Linked DNA regions of Drosophila melanogaster: region 1 is linked to region 2. Evidence: chromatin contacts called from public Hi-C data. All regions are on one chromosome and are shown on one strand. The core of a region is the stretch at or near the end of the contact, and the rest is flanking DNA. Distances in the headings are between cores, read along the strand shown. Region 1 holds the start of CG2712. Region 2 holds the start of Roc1a (Regulator of cullins 1a).

Region 1 (3,805 bases), core at 170-2,669, 2.1 Mb before region 2:
CAGCCGTGCGGCTTCTCGCCCGTGTGGGTGAGCATGTGCTTCTTGTAGCCCGACTTCTGTGTTAGCCTCTTGCCGCAGATGCTGCACTCGAATGGCTTGATTCCGCTGTGGATTAGAAGGTGTGTGCGCAGCGAGGACGCCTGCCGGTAGACCTTGAAGCAGGTGGGGCACCTGTTCGGATTGTTACGATCGTGCAGCGTGACATGGCCGTCGCGGGCGTTTCGCGTCTTAAAGGACTCTCCGCAGATTGTGCAAACGTAGGGCGTGGCCGTGCCATGTAGCTGCATATGGTACTTGAAGGAGTTGTTGGTGCTTAGTTGCTTGCCACAGATCTAAAGGAATGGAGGGAGAATTGATGACCTTCGGCTTTGAGTTATTTGCGAGCTGCGATGACCAACTTACTTTACACTGTAGGGAGGGATTGAGGGGTTTCCAAGGCCGGCTTCCACTGGGCAAAGTTTTCTGCGTCGCCGAAGTCTGTGCTGATTTCTCCACAATCTCGTAGACATCTTCGCCAGCTTTGGCCTGCAAAACGGGCTCCACTTGGAGGCACTCTTCAATGCAGTGGTCGTTGTCTTCTTGGCGAATTTTTGGCTGGCCATGTAGCCTCATGTGGTACTGAAAGGTCCGCTTCCTAGCCAGTTGTTTGCCGCAAATCTGCCGAAGATGGGAAACTATTTCGTGATTACTTACTTCTAATTCGGAAAGGCAACTCACGGGACATTGCAGCGCTGGCTCGGATCTTTCTAACCTGCTCCTACGTTGCTCCGGATCCGGATCGTCGACAATCTCGCAGAGATCGTCTTCGTGCTGTTCCAGTGCAATATCCAGCCTCTCCTCCTGTACAATTGGCGCTTCCAGCCGGCTCTCCGCCTCATCTGATTCTACGACCAGGAGTTGCTCCTCATCTCGTATCGTTTCTGCTGGATATTCAGTCACTTCCTGGTCATCGAGCACGAGTACAAAATCCTCCGGAATCTCGGTTGACAGCCTGGCCCTAGTATTCACCGCGCTGATCTTTTTGCTGCGGCAAAAGTCCGCATGACTCTGCCGCAGAATTCTGTCCATGCGATGGACACTCCGCTTGAATTCCAGCGAGAGCCGCAACTTGGCCACGCAGTCCGGGCAGATGTGGTGGGGCAGGAAGAGCTCCGCCTCTAGGATCTCCAGACCGCTGCAGTAGCTTAAAATGCTGGCCAGCGTCGCTGGTTTGCCGGAAATTGGATCGTCGAGCGGTTTGAAGAGCGGCAGGCAGCGCGGCGATGCTGTGTGGCACACGCGGCACAAGGCGTCCATGGGGGACGGCGGCGACATGGTCGTCATGGATTGAACTCGACAGTAGATAATACACGTTTAAATAAATAACTTAATTTAGCGTCCCGAACAGTGATGCCAAAGTCCAGCTGATGCGTTAGTGGTGGCACTCAAAATAGCTAGCCAGGCACATCAGCTTGGAAGTGACCAGAGGCACAGTGGCTTGGTGGTTGGTCAAAGGTTGTGTATTTCCATATTATTTAAAATATTTTAATTTAAAATTTTCTTAATACTGTGATTAGTCAGATTGCCGGAGGCAACATATGTACACACGCAGTTATCTGCAAAATCCCGCCAGATTTGGCTTGAAAATCGCCGATCTATACCTGCTGAGAGCCACGTGCTAAATGTACTAACGCCTGGTGCCGCCTGGCAGTGGACAGTATATAAAATCCCTAACGCCAACGCCGTGCCGGTGGGAAGTTGAAATTTTTGTTGGAATTTTTTATAAGTAAAAAGTCGCTGCCATCCGAGCAGGACTCGTGAACGGCTCTAGGACTCGATATCGGGAAGGAAGGGGGAAGCATGAGCATGAGCATGGCACCGGCCACCGTCCTCCAGTTGCTGCGCGGCCTTAGCACGCCGCGTCTTCTTACCCACATCCACCAGCACCGCGCATTGGGTAATCACTACCACCACTACCACCAACACTACCAGCACCAGCACCACCTCCTCCACCACCAGCAGCAGTACCTCCGACTATTCACTTGCACAGCACTGCCAGCGGCTGCTCCGGCGCTCTTCTCGATCCTGCACACAGCGCGTGGCTACAGCAGCACAACCAGTAAGTGATTCACGGTAGAGTCCTAAACAGTAGAGTCCTAAACATTCATCCTTGGCCACTTTCGTTTCGCAGAGCAGGAAGCTGGAGCCACTGGCCCCAATGATGCGCCCGAGGTCGCACCGAATGCCCCGCTGCTGGCCAAGCTCTTTCCTCAGACCTCGCCGGAGGTGGACAGCAACGCCGAGCAGGAGCGCAAGAAGCGCGAGGAGGAGGAGGAAAAGGAGAACGAGCGTGCCTGGAAGCGCATGAAGCTGGGGTAAGCTGACGCCCATTCAATGCGTAACAGTATTATAACAATACTTCCTGCTGCAGCTTTGCAATATTCGGAGGCAGCGCCGTGGCTGCTGGATTCTGGGCCGTCTACGAGTTCGGCAAGCCCGAGGTGGACCCCAACGGGCAGCCCATCGAGGACGAGTTCACACACAAGCCGCTGGTACAGCAGTATCTGCAGCGGATGTGGAAGAGCATTCACTACTATCAGCGCATGATCCAGGAGCCGTCGCGCGCCAAACTGCTGCCCGATCCGCTCAAGCCGCCGTACGTGCAGCCGCGCTACACGCTTGTGCTGGAGATGAAGGACGTGCTGGTGCATCCGGACTGGACTTACCAAACTGGCTGGCGCTTCAAGAAGCGTCCCGGCGTCGACCACTTTCTGGCCGAGTGCGCCAAGGACTTTGAAATTGTCGTCTTCACCGCCGAACAGGGCATGACCGTGTTCCCCATCCTGGATGCCCTCGATCCCAACGGCTACATTATGTACCGCCTGGTCAGGGATGCCACGCACTTTGTGGACGGCCATCATGTGAAGAACCTGGACAACCTTAATCGCGACCTCAAGAAGGCAAGTCATGCACAACGTATTTTCTATTGCAATCATCTATAAAGAAGGGAGTATTTTAGGTGATTGTTGTGGACTGGGATGCGAATGCCACCAAGATGCATCCGGACAACACATTCGGCTTGGCCCGCTGGCATGGCAACGACGATGATGGCCAACTGCTGGACCTTATCGCTTTCCTAAAGAGTAAGTTGCGCCACAAGTGACATTGAAAGCTAAACACTGACCCTTGCAATTCGCTACAGTAATTGCGCAGAACAACGTGGACGACGTGCGCGAGGTGCTCCACTACTATCGCCAGTTCGACGATCCCATCAACCAGTTCCGGGAGAACCAGCGCAAGCTGGCCGAACAAATGCTGGAGGCGGAACGCATCGAGCAGTCCAAGACCAAGCCAATGGTCAAACAGTGGTCGCGCAACATTCTCGGCCGCTAGGAGGCTGGCCATACCGCACAACCCGTTCCATACGCATACCTTAACCTTCCGCCTGCGCCGGAGCAACAAACACGCCCTGCAGCAGCACACTGGCCATATTTTTCGTCGACTTTTGGAGTAGTTAGTGGGAAGCAGTAGCAGACAGCAGACAGCAGGATTGGGAGGCACGCTCTGTCTTTTGCTCCTTTGGGAAAAGACGAGGCGCATGTTTTTGTTTTATTGAATAACTAAACTTGCTTGTTTTTGTTTTTTGGCAATTTAATCGTAATATTATTATTATAAAGAGACGACTTAACCGTAAAACCAAAAACAAGACATCCATGTGTTTCGTTACGAAAGTGGAGAACTTGCTGTGCGTTATCTAATCACAATTGATGGATAAGAGTGGCTAAACCTGCTGAGATAGTTATCGTGAAAACAAAATTATTTTTAT
Region 2 (3,702 bases), core at 870-3,369:
AGTTAAACGGCTAAGAATAGAGTTAAATCGCATTCAAATCATGTACAGTTGAGAACTAACCGACCTAAACAGCGGACGAGCAGCCCAGGAGCCACTGTGAATCAGAATGGGAGGATTTAGGACGCAATTAGCAGAGGTTTTAGACGCCTTGCATCCGAAACCCAACTTAGCTTTACACCAAGCAAGCCCCTCTGTTTGTTGCAAGATAATGAAACAACCACATATTCGAGGATACTTGGGACTCCCACCCCACAATAGCCAACAAGAAAACAATAGCGCAGCAGCGGCAACCAGAACAGCAATATATAAATAATAACATATATGCATGGTGTATATACAAGATATACGAGACAAACTTAATGTTAATTACTACAAAGCGAGCTGGTTGAAGAGACCGAAAGGAGGAGGAGCTTACACTTTCACATACATATAACAATAACAATGTATATAAACCAAAAAGCGGGAAATTTAATTATAAAGCAAGCGAAAACAATTGAACAGAAGATTCAAATAAAACGCTAAATACAACTCGATACAAGTGGTGGTTCAAGTGGTTCGACGGACCATGCAATCTGGTTTAATTCACATGAATCTGAATCCAAAACAACTCGCACTCCCTGCCCTTCGTTTTATTGCCAGCTTATTGTTTATTTTGTTCTCTGTGAAATTTGGTTTTTAAAAGGCGACAGATAGAAAACTACAACTAAACCATCACAACCACACACACACACGAAGCAAATTCGATGATTTTTTAACGACATAATTATTTTTTGTTTACCTATAAGTTTAGTTAGTAGCTTATGCAATTAAACATTAATCATATTTGATATATACCATATACTTTATTCATATCTGTAACTAATGTGTATTATTTTCTAAGCTGCCGCGGCCGCAAAACATTCATAATAAACTAAAAAGAACATTTAGTTTTTACAAACGCAGCTCTTTCTTTGCATCGACTGATTTTGATTTGTTTTTACGAAACTACTTTCATATATCTGAACAACCTGATCTGGAGCTGGTCATGACGCATATAGTTAAGCAAAACTAAACTAGTTTGAACTAGCCAGATCCTCTTCAAATGCCATCCAAGGATAACTAAGCAGAGCTACATTTATGGAACCCAATGACCCAATCATATTTTTTGCCAGTCATGAGTTATATACTCTGAAAATTTAGGCACGACTAGCTAGTGGATTTCGCGGTAAGATGCCATCGTCACAGTGAATATAGACTCCAAAGGGTGAAAGGTAGAAACATCCGTCTAGTCTTCTCCATCTTCTACAGCTTTTATTTAACGCGTTACAAAAAGGTGCGCTTCCCGGGGAGTCTCGGAAATCGGTAACTGTGCTCCTAAAGGCTACCAGTTCACTCGAATCGCCCCACTAGCTTAAGATCTAAAAAGGTATTCAAATGTCCAGATGAAGCAGGCCTCCATCATCTAGCTTGCGGGAAGTGCTGCTCCCTCCATCTGGTGGGTCTTGGGGGTTTTGTAGATTTTAGTGGCCGTACTTCTGGAAATCCCACTCGCGGTTGTCCAGTGGGCATACCTGGCGCGTCTTTAGCCAGCGAGAGATGCAGTGGAAATGGAAGGCGTGGTTGCAGACGCCCCAGGCCACGGTGCACTCCTCGCTAGTGGCGGACGCCTGGTTCGCCTGACACTCGATGCACAAGTCCATGATGTGGTTGCGGCAGATGGCGCAGTTGTCCACCACGATGTCTGCATCGAAATGGAATGCGGTTAATCCCCCGACTCGGAGCACTACAATTCGCATTACTACTTACCCCAGGCCCACAGAGCCACGGCGTTCCACTGTTTTCGGCGAAGCGGAAAGGATGAAGTGTTACCATCAGTACATTCATTGACAATGACCCTGCTTTTTTGCTGACCACTTACCTTCTTCACCTCAAAGCGCTTCTTATCGCCCTTGCTGCTGCTGGAGGGAACCTCGTATCCATCCTCGTCGACTTCCATGGTGGAAATACACCTATTTATCCTGACAAAACTCTCGCAACACAAATGCAATTTTCACAACTAACGTAGTTTTGGCTTTTCTGTCCCTATCCTTTTCGTTTTAATAGAAAACCACTCGCAGTGAGGCTCAAGCAGTGTGACCGCCGCTTTTTCTCGTAAAGGTGGCGAAACATCGATGCCAACATCGATGGCGTCGATGGTATCGATGGTATTTACTGCACATCGGAGAAGATATGTGTATATATTGTAAGTATAAATTGTAAGTTCCATATTTTTTAATAGAATTATTAATAACATATCGCAAATTTAGTGTGACTTGCTGGTGGTGTTGGCTGATGTCCTGAAAGACGTGGATAAATATCTGAAATTTAAGTTTTTAACTCCTGAATAAGGAGGGATGAAGACGTAGACGACAATAAGTTTATGTTTAGTTAAAATACTGCCTTTTTTATTTAGTCAATATTAAAAAAGAAAATAATATTTAAATTAAACAGATAATTTTTTTGTTTTTATTTAAAACATCGATGTTTAGAACAACATGTTTAAAGAATATGTTTAAGACTTTGATATTTTTCGCCAAATCGGAAACATCGATGTTTCTCCACCACTATTTTCTCGTCTAATTCAATAACGATTCCGATTCGTGTCGATAACCTTTTGGTATCTTAATCAAAATTTTTAATGTTTTGTTTATGGTATACCGATCAAATTGCAAAAAAGTAAAATCGAAGAAAAATCAAAACATTTTTCAAAAGTATATGCGTGGCAGTTTTGGGCGGTTTGTGGGCGTGGGAATTAGTTTTTTGCAATTCAAACAGGACTTATAACAAAATTTTAAAAATATCAAAACATTTTTCAAAAGTGCGCGCGTAGCGTTGGACGACACTAAACTGGGCCACATGGGTCAACAAACTTGCGCTGCGACTGTCTGTTTTATAGTTCCTGAGATTGAGGCGTTCATACGGTCAGACGGACATGGCCAGTTCGACTCGGCTATTGATCCTGATCAAGAACATATGTTTATACATGTATACTTTATAGGTCGGAAACGCTTCGTTATCCATAATTACAAAATTGTATTTTATTCATTAATTGCTGATTGAGTTCAGTTGGTACTACAGTACATCAAGTACTTTTTGAATTATTTTCTGTTCGGCAAGTAGCCCGTTTACGAAGAGTAAAAGTTGCAATAAATTAGATTTTTCAAATTCAGGGCTCCGGCCATCCTGCCCTTGAGCCACCTCTTCTGCTAGGAGGCACCGCCCGCTTTGTGGCCACTGCCCTTTTCCCGCTTGACTATCGGCAGCCGCGTCCAGATGTAGCCGCCCGATCTCTGGGCAGTGTACTCATCCACGTCCGGCAGGGGAAACGGGGTGCTCCGGTCGAAGTAGTAGTTGCTGGGAGCATGCATCACGAACTCTAGGTAGCAGAGCTTCCGGGACAGCTCCTCATCGGGTCCTGCAGGCACGGGAGTTAAGCAAAAATACAATTTAAAAAACTTTGGGTAGCAGGCAGGAGGACAGGACTGACATACCGATTAGGTAGGTAGGGGGATCGAAGCCCTCCTGGGGATCCGGACTGTCCTGCGTGGGAATCAGCCAGGTGAGGAAGGCGGACTTCTCGCAATAGGCGTCCACAAGCAGACCGCGTATCTGGGCGTAGTACAGATTCTGCTCGCTGTCCACAATGCTGACGATATCCCCGATTTGTATATAGCTGCCCTTGTG

What was found. Hi-C and Micro-C count contacts between places; a contact is called where the count stands out from the background.
Region 1: a Hi-C map of the Kc167 cell line shows a contact between it and region 2, with 5 times the contacts expected there. The contact joins the promoter of CG2712 here to the promoter of Roc1a in region 2. A contact is called at or near these places in 10 of 107 Hi-C or Micro-C datasets (the Kc167 cell line, the OSC cell line, the S2 cell line and 2 more).

What each region holds. Positions count from the first base shown.
Region 1 is chrX:2,730,083-2,733,887 of dm6, reverse strand. It overlaps CG2712, which reads right to left and starts at 1,419. Exons shown (of 3, transcript NM_130672.3): 1 at 718-1,419; 2 at 403-657; 3 at 1-332. The coding sequence starts at 1,323. It overlaps ttm50 (tiny tim 50), which reads left to right and starts at 1,698. Exons shown (of 5, transcript NM_001316628.1): 1 at 1,698-2,098; 2 at 2,171-2,354; 3 at 2,411-2,939; 4 at 2,999-3,122; 5 at 3,182-3,805. The coding sequence starts at 1,840. The coding sequence ends at 3,372.
Region 2 is chrX:645,721-649,422 of dm6, reverse strand. It overlaps Roc1a (Regulator of cullins 1a), which reads right to left and starts at 2,119. Exons shown (of 3, transcript NM_001297825.1): 1 at 1,898-2,119; 2 at 1,786-1,813; 3 at 826-1,720. The coding sequence starts at 1,975. The coding sequence ends at 1,500. CG13367 reads right to left here. Exons shown (of 2, transcript NM_130495.2): 1 at 3,510-3,702; 2 at 3,037-3,433. The coding sequence ends at 3,225. Hmt4-20 (Histone methyltransferase 4-20) reads left to right here. Exons shown (of 3, transcript NM_130497.4): 3 at 1-940.